Regions from separate parts of the Danio rerio genome. Here region 2 is linked to region 1. Evidence: chromatin contacts called from public HiCAR-type data. All regions are on one chromosome and are shown on one strand. The core of a region is the stretch at or near the end of the contact, and the rest is flanking DNA. Distances in the headings are between cores, read along the strand shown. Region 1 has its middle 23 kb from the start of mbnl1. Region 2 overlaps mbnl1 (muscleblind-like splicing regulator 1).

The links. HiCAR-type assays count read pairs that join an accessible place to other places.
Region 2: a HiCAR-type map of caudal fin shows a contact between it and region 1, with 2.9 times the contacts expected there. The contact joins two enhancer-like sites. A contact is called at or near these places in 3 of 18 Hi-C or Micro-C datasets (caudal fin, skeletal muscle and an unstated tissue) and 1 of 4 datasets of contacts at active chromatin or transcription factors (caudal fin).

The regions. Positions count from the first base shown.
Region 1 is chr2:50,975,568-50,978,883 of GRCz12tu, reverse strand. No RefSeq gene overlaps it. Among named protein-coding and RNA genes, the nearest start is that of mbnl1, 23 kb to the left of the region's middle. Within about 2 kb of position 1,648, at least 58 of the 62 cell types and tissues checked have an H3K27ac peak or open chromatin away from gene starts, as enhancers often do. A contact at or near this core is called in caudal fin and skeletal muscle, where this site is marked.
Region 2 is chr2:51,023,078-51,026,516 of GRCz12tu, reverse strand. All of the region lies in intron 1 of mbnl1 (muscleblind-like splicing regulator 1), which reads right to left. It overlaps LOC141378855 (a long non-coding RNA gene), which reads right to left. Exons shown (of 2, transcript XR_012394375.1): 2 at 2,168-3,439. Among named protein-coding and RNA genes, the nearest start is that of mbnl1, 24 kb to the right of the region's middle. Within about 2 kb of position 1,531, at least 46 of the 62 cell types and tissues checked have an H3K27ac peak or open chromatin away from gene starts, as enhancers often do. A contact at or near this core is called in caudal fin and skeletal muscle, where this site is marked.

The DNA of each region.
Region 1 (3,316 bases), core at 399-2,898:
TAATCCACTTTTTAAATCTTCAAACATGTTCTTTAAGTGACATTAAATATGGCATGCATGTAAAAAGATAGGTCTGCATGTAAAAAACACATGTAAAAACATCCTTTACAGAAGAAATGCAAGAATGCCACTAAGACAAAAAACTCAAAGATATGAGACAGTGGAAACAACCAGATGTGCTATTACGCTATCTAACTCAGGTGTAGCGCATTAATCATCACAACAGACTTATAATAGCAAACATATGGGATTAAACCAACAGTCAATTTGCATCAACACTATAATCCACAGTTTAAAGCAGAAATCAATTCAGAGCGAGTCTAAACAGAATCAGATGCGAATTGCATCAAACTAAAGTGAAGCGTGCTTCCTTATAAAGCCTCCATGTGCTTGTTTTCTCAACACTTTCACTTTCTCAACTCCAGCGCGCCGTCGACAAAACCCAAAGAGTTGTCGCCAGCCCACCCCGACAGATCATTAGTTTATTTTCCATCCTCCCCCAAAGCCAAACAACAAATACATCTTCAAACACTCAAACCAACTGCTTCAATCATATACAAGCAAGACGTGACGACACTCAGTGTTTCTCTGATGTTTCAACACTCTGCAGAGTCAAACAATAACTCACGTTCAAGTGTCCTAAAAGTCACATAACCTGTTATCTGACATGTTTCCCTTCAGCGTAGAAATCGAGCAGACCTGAATCCATATGTTTCTCCCTGCAGTGAGAGCGTGTTCGGCGTTTACTTACATGACTGCACGGAAGAGTGACGCACTCAGACAGAAGTGAAAACCTGCGTCAACATCTCTCTCTCTCTCTCCCCTCTCGTTTGCCTCTCGCAGACAGCTACGCTCTCTCTCACACGCCCCTGTGCAGTCCCAGGGTGCCTGACTGGGTCCTACCGCTCTGAAATCTAGCACAAGCCATATTAGGAAACAGCAGTTAAACATGTCACACGTAATTTACATGTGGGGGGAGGCTCTTAGGGCTGAGCATATGCAAAGAGAGTGAGAGAGAGAGAGAGGGGGGAAGAAAAAAACCCTACACGCGCTGGTACGCGCATAAAACAAACAGAAGGGAAGTGAGACTTGAAGGGAGGGGGGTGGGGGGGGTTAAAAAAAAACGATAAGTCTCTCTGGTTGAACTGTTAACCAATCGCACGGTTGCCACTGTCTAAACAAGTAGCCGGTCTCCAACGGGTGGGGGAGTACCTGCGCGAGGGCCGTTTCCTGCCAAAAATGCACGGATGCAACTTTCCCCCCCCTCCGAACGCCACTGAGATTTGTTTGCAATCTATAAAGTCAGCCCACACACATTGAATGAACAACCAATGCACAAAACGAAGTGGTGCAGTGCTGTTAGAACTGCACAAGAGAGAGACACAGACAGACAGAGAGAGCGAGACAGACAAGAAAAGCAGTTCTTACCTCTCACATCATGGTTACTACTGAGTGCGCGTATATATGTGTGTGTGTGTGTGTGAGAGAGATCAGACGCAGGCGTCAGGCCTCGACAGCAGAGCCTCAGGCACCGGGTGGACCATTCTCAGAGAGGAGGAGAAAGAGAGAGAGAGGAACAGATAGAGCGCGTGTGGCTGCTGGTTGCGCCACTGTGTGTGTGAGAAACAGCAGCACTGCGCAGAGCACTGAACTCAAGCGCCAATCACGCTCTTTGGACCTGCCCACCAACACAACCAGGAAGTGCTGTGGCTGCTGCTAATGCTTTGAGTTCCTCACCGAAAAAAAAAAAGAAAGAAAGAGAAGAAAACGAGAAGGGGAGGGGACAAAAGGAAGGAAAGGGAGGTAAAGAAAAGAAAACGAGTGCGCTTTTGAGATTACATCGTGCTTTCCCTGGAGTCTGTCTGCGCTCGGCTTGCAGACTGCAGTGGGACACACTCACACACACACACACACGCAGCTGCACACCTGGTGCATTGTGCGGCAGTGTTATCTGCTGCTGGAAAAGGCTGGATTTGCTCTTAATTCCACTCTGAATCATCACTATCTGGGTTACGGCCATTTCTGGAGGGAAATATATCATTGGGGAACTCTGAATGATGCATTTTTGCATTGAAGAAAAGTGTGATTTACTTGCACTCTGAGCTATTTAACAAATGACACAAAGAATAAGTGGGTTGCATTCATTTAGTTCATTGATGTTAAAGGGATAGTTGATCCAAAAATGAAAATGTACTCACCTTCAAGTGGTTCTAAACCTTTATTAGGAGAAGACAAAACTTGTGAACATAAAAGAAGATATTTTGAAGAAACACTTTAATAGTAGGACAAATTCAATGGAAGTCAACAGGTTTTCAACATTCTTCAAACTATCTTCTTTTATGTTTAACCAAAAAAAATTAAGTCAAACAAGTGAAGGGTGAGTAAATTATGTCAGAATTTTTGGTTTTGGGTGAACTAACCCTTTAAAGTACACATGAAATCAAAACAAACTATATTAGTTGCGTCCCAAATCGCATACTTTTGCACTATTCTATGCCATTTTGTTGTATTAATAGTGTAAGTAGTGCGTTCACACTGAAAACTGTACAAATAATAAGTGCACTTTAATTACCCAGATGATGCACTCATTCAACCGGTAAAATGAAGTGTGTAATGATGGATACTTCATGCACCCAGCGACCGCAGGTTTGTTCACATAGCGGAAGGGGCAGAGTTATCGGGCGCACATGTTGGATAACTTTATGTATTTTGGATTGTGAAGGCAAAACTCTCCTATGAGAGTGATTATAGCACCTCCTGATAGTGAATGCAGTTATACTCATGGCAGGTATTATTGGGTTGTTTGGTCATTAATTTCACTATTTTGGCGACCGTCAAACATCATCAGGGAAACGGATTGAATTTCTGCTTAGTAAAAAACATTAGTGTTCCATTTGGGACGACACTACATACATATACTATGTTGTTGAGTGTGTAAGTGCATAAGTACAAAGTACATAAGTGCATAATGTGCCATTTGGGATGCAGCTATTGATTTAGTTAGCTCACATTGCTAATTTTGTGTTGAACCGTTCATCTGTGAATATCTTTAAGAAAAAATACAATAGTTTGCCCTTGTAATCTAAATCTGAAAATGCACTTCCTGTTTGTTTTCAGTTAAACTCTCACGTGTCTGAGAAATTGGGCGTGGCTAACATACTTAACCACGCCCCTCCAGCTGTCAGTTTTGATAACAAACAGAGATGGTGAGGAAGAGGAGTCTGTCAGGTTGTAATAACTCTCCCCAAACTCTTTTCCAGATCTTTCTGAATGTAATGCCTACTTTACTACATCCAATCAGCTCAATGAAGAAAAA
Region 2 (3,439 bases), core at 282-2,781, 48 kb before region 1:
CTCGTTACAACCGAGGTATGAAGAGGAGCATCTCTGAACACACAACACATCCAACCTTGAGGCGGATGGGCTACAGCAGCAGAAGCGCACACCGGGTGCCACTCCGGTCAGCCAAGAACAGGAAACTGACGCTACAATTCACACAGGCTCACCAAAATTGGACAATAGAAGATTGGAAAAAACGTTGCCTGGTCTGATGAGTCTCAATTTCTGCTGCGACATTCGGTAGGGTCAAAATTTGGCGTCAACAATATGAACACATGGATACTGCCTTGTATCAGTGGTTCAGGCTGGTGGTGGTGGTGTAATGGTGTGGCACGCTTTGGGCCCATTAGTACCCATTGAGCATCGTTTCAATGCCACAGCCTACCCGAGTATTGTTGCTGACCATGTCCATCCTTTTATGACCACAGTGTACCCATCATTTGATGGCTACTTCCAGCAGGATAATGTCATATAGCACAAATTATTTCAGACCGGTTTCTCAAACATCATGGATGTGCAGCTGACAAATCTGCAGCAACTGCGTGATGCTGTCATGTCAATATGGACCAAAATCTCTACTACGAAGGATTAAGGCAGTTCTGAAGGCAAAAGGAGGTCCAACATGGTACTAGTAAGATATACCTAATAAAGTGGTCGGTGAGTGTATATATACCACAGTTTGAGGGAGAACGATTGCTTACTAATACAGATTATAACCTGCTTTAGAGTGGCTTTATGTTAATAATGACGTTACAGATCTTTTTCATGCACAAACAGCAAAATAAATCAGTAATTAAAGCTGAAAATGTAAAAAAGGGAGTTCTTTAAAGAATATAACAACTGTACAATTACAGTAAGCAAAACATTTAATTAATATAAAATGACTGACTAATCAAAATCAAGCATCCAAGTAAGCTGTATATTCAATAACTGTAATGTCTGTTCATGATCAGAGATTGAGAATATATAACTTATCAACAGATTCGTTTGCATGACAAAAGCATTTAAAACCTGACTCCTCTCTTCTGTCTTTCTTCATTATTCAAAGGCCTTGATAATTGTATTCAGTGTGTGTTCGAGCCGTTTCATAAATACACATCAGAATGAGCCGGGCTTAGATGGAGGGCTCTGTTGCTAGGAAACCACGACCACGACAGACACGACTTTTGAACAAACAGTCTGTGGAGGACCGGTCACATCTGTACCACCAGAGTGTCTGTTTTCAAAGAGACCCACACACACTGCCTCAAAAATGTCTTATTATATGCATTCCAACGATAATATAACGCTTCACACACACAAAATGTACTTATGACACTCTATTATGGCAAAACAGATCATCAAACGTGCCCATGTGATATTTTTTTTCTCCCATAAATGCAGCACATCATGTGTACTGTGTGTGTTTTGGTCACTGCGCTTATGAATAATGCATCTTGCTGGCTCCTCCCTCTCAATGATTTATGCGTTGTGGTTGATGATGTGTTTCCTGTCAGTCAGAGCTTTGATGACTCAGCCTGTTGAGCTCTACAGGAAGTGCAGGGTCCACTCCCAGAGTTCAATAGAAGCTGAGTCACGCAGCGCAAATCTCCCTCTAACAGCTACACACACACACACACACACACTGAAGTAGGTCAGGGCGTTCCTGATAAGCTGTGTATCTGACTTTCAGGGGCCAATTTAGGTTTAAAGTTTTTTAAAAACTCATCCGCATGTCCTCTAGCGCATGACTCCTAGAGTGCTTTGCTGCTGTCAGAAGGACACCTGGCATGTTTTATGTAATGTTTACGCTATTTACCTTACAGAAAATGCATATTCTGAAGGCAAAAACATGTTTTATTTGGTCACACAACAGTAAATTGGCAGTTATATCTACCGATGCACAATATATCTGCAGCCATAATGATATAAATAAATGATCAGATGATTAATTATGGATTATTTCTGCTGATTATGGAAGGCATAAACAAATCAAGTTGTCCACTGTATTTGTTTGCATTTTGGCAATTAATGATTTTTAAAAACCTTAAACTTTCAAAATCATATCAAGATTTGGATTTAACAACCTATATATATACTAGCGAAGGCTATTGCAGTGGTACCAAATCCCCAGGCTGCGGACCCATACCAGTCTGTAGATCAATTGGTACTGGGCCACAGAAGAAATTATTAATTATTTTCATTTTATTTATTATCTGAGTCTGAACGATCTTTTATTTTGAAAAATTCTCTTGCTTACATCTCGGTCACTTGAGCACCAAAATCGAACCCACAAGCAAAATTGAGCAAGAAACAGAGGTCTTTTGAAAATTTCTTTGCGAAGGGGAATAGGCCCAGTGAAAGACCCATGAACTGCCAAGGAATGGATCCGAAACCCAGTTGTCAACAAAACAGATAAATTTAGCATGTCTGTGCAAGAGGATCAACTGCTGGAGATCAAAAATGATGGCTGCTGTTCACATTTCGCGTCTTTTTCTCGCTCAAGTTCGTTATTTCGAATGGAGGTGCGCACGTAAGCGCGGTGAGACGTGTTTACAACTCCTAGGTGAAAACATCTCACCTTTTCTGAATGCCGTGTCACGTGACAAGAACTGACCAATCAGCTTCATACTTTCCATGCAATATGCCACAGAACACACAAACATTGCAGTGCTTTTTAATTTTCTCTGTAAATAAAACTTGTATCAGAGTTGGAGAAATGTTTTGTCAGCCCGTCACCCTTTGAGAAAATGGTTGACGGTCGCTGTACACCCTAACCCCCACCACCCCCCTCCCCCAGGTTGTTTAAAATTGTCAAGTGGTGACCAGCTGGTCTGGAGGACCACTGGGCTATAGTTCACACCAGACGTTTTTCTCGCACAGATTTGAATGCATTGATCAATGTGGATGCTCAAACAAAACAAGCCCCGCCTTGTAGTAAAGAAGCCAATTATCAACCTCTATAGACTGATGTTTCTCTGGGGGAGGGGCTTAGTCTGAATCCAGCCTGATCTCACGAGGAAACTTAACTAACCTACATTTTGTCAACTTAGTGGCTAATTCATACAAATTCAGTCATATGAAAATGCAAGATTTTTAAAAGGAGGCGTGGCACAAAACCCCACCTCTAAACCCAACCATCGAAGGGGGATGAGCAAATCGTACTAAATTGTATAAAAGAGATCATACGAATTCATACGAATTAGCCACTAAATTAAAAAGATACGAATTGCCGTGGGATAGTGTTGGCTTGATAGAGGTAGTTTCTGCAGCTTAATTGTTATGAAGCCTCTGGGGTCAAAATATACGTAATCTCAGTGAATACTTTGTTTTCAGGCATGATCTACTTTTAAACAGACCAGCCGCTCTTCCAAACAAATGTTCTCAGGTTTTATAATCTGTATGAAACCATCGTGAGGTACAGTCTGTCCCATTTGACCTCATTATTTTAAATTAATTCTCGCCTCCGCCACTC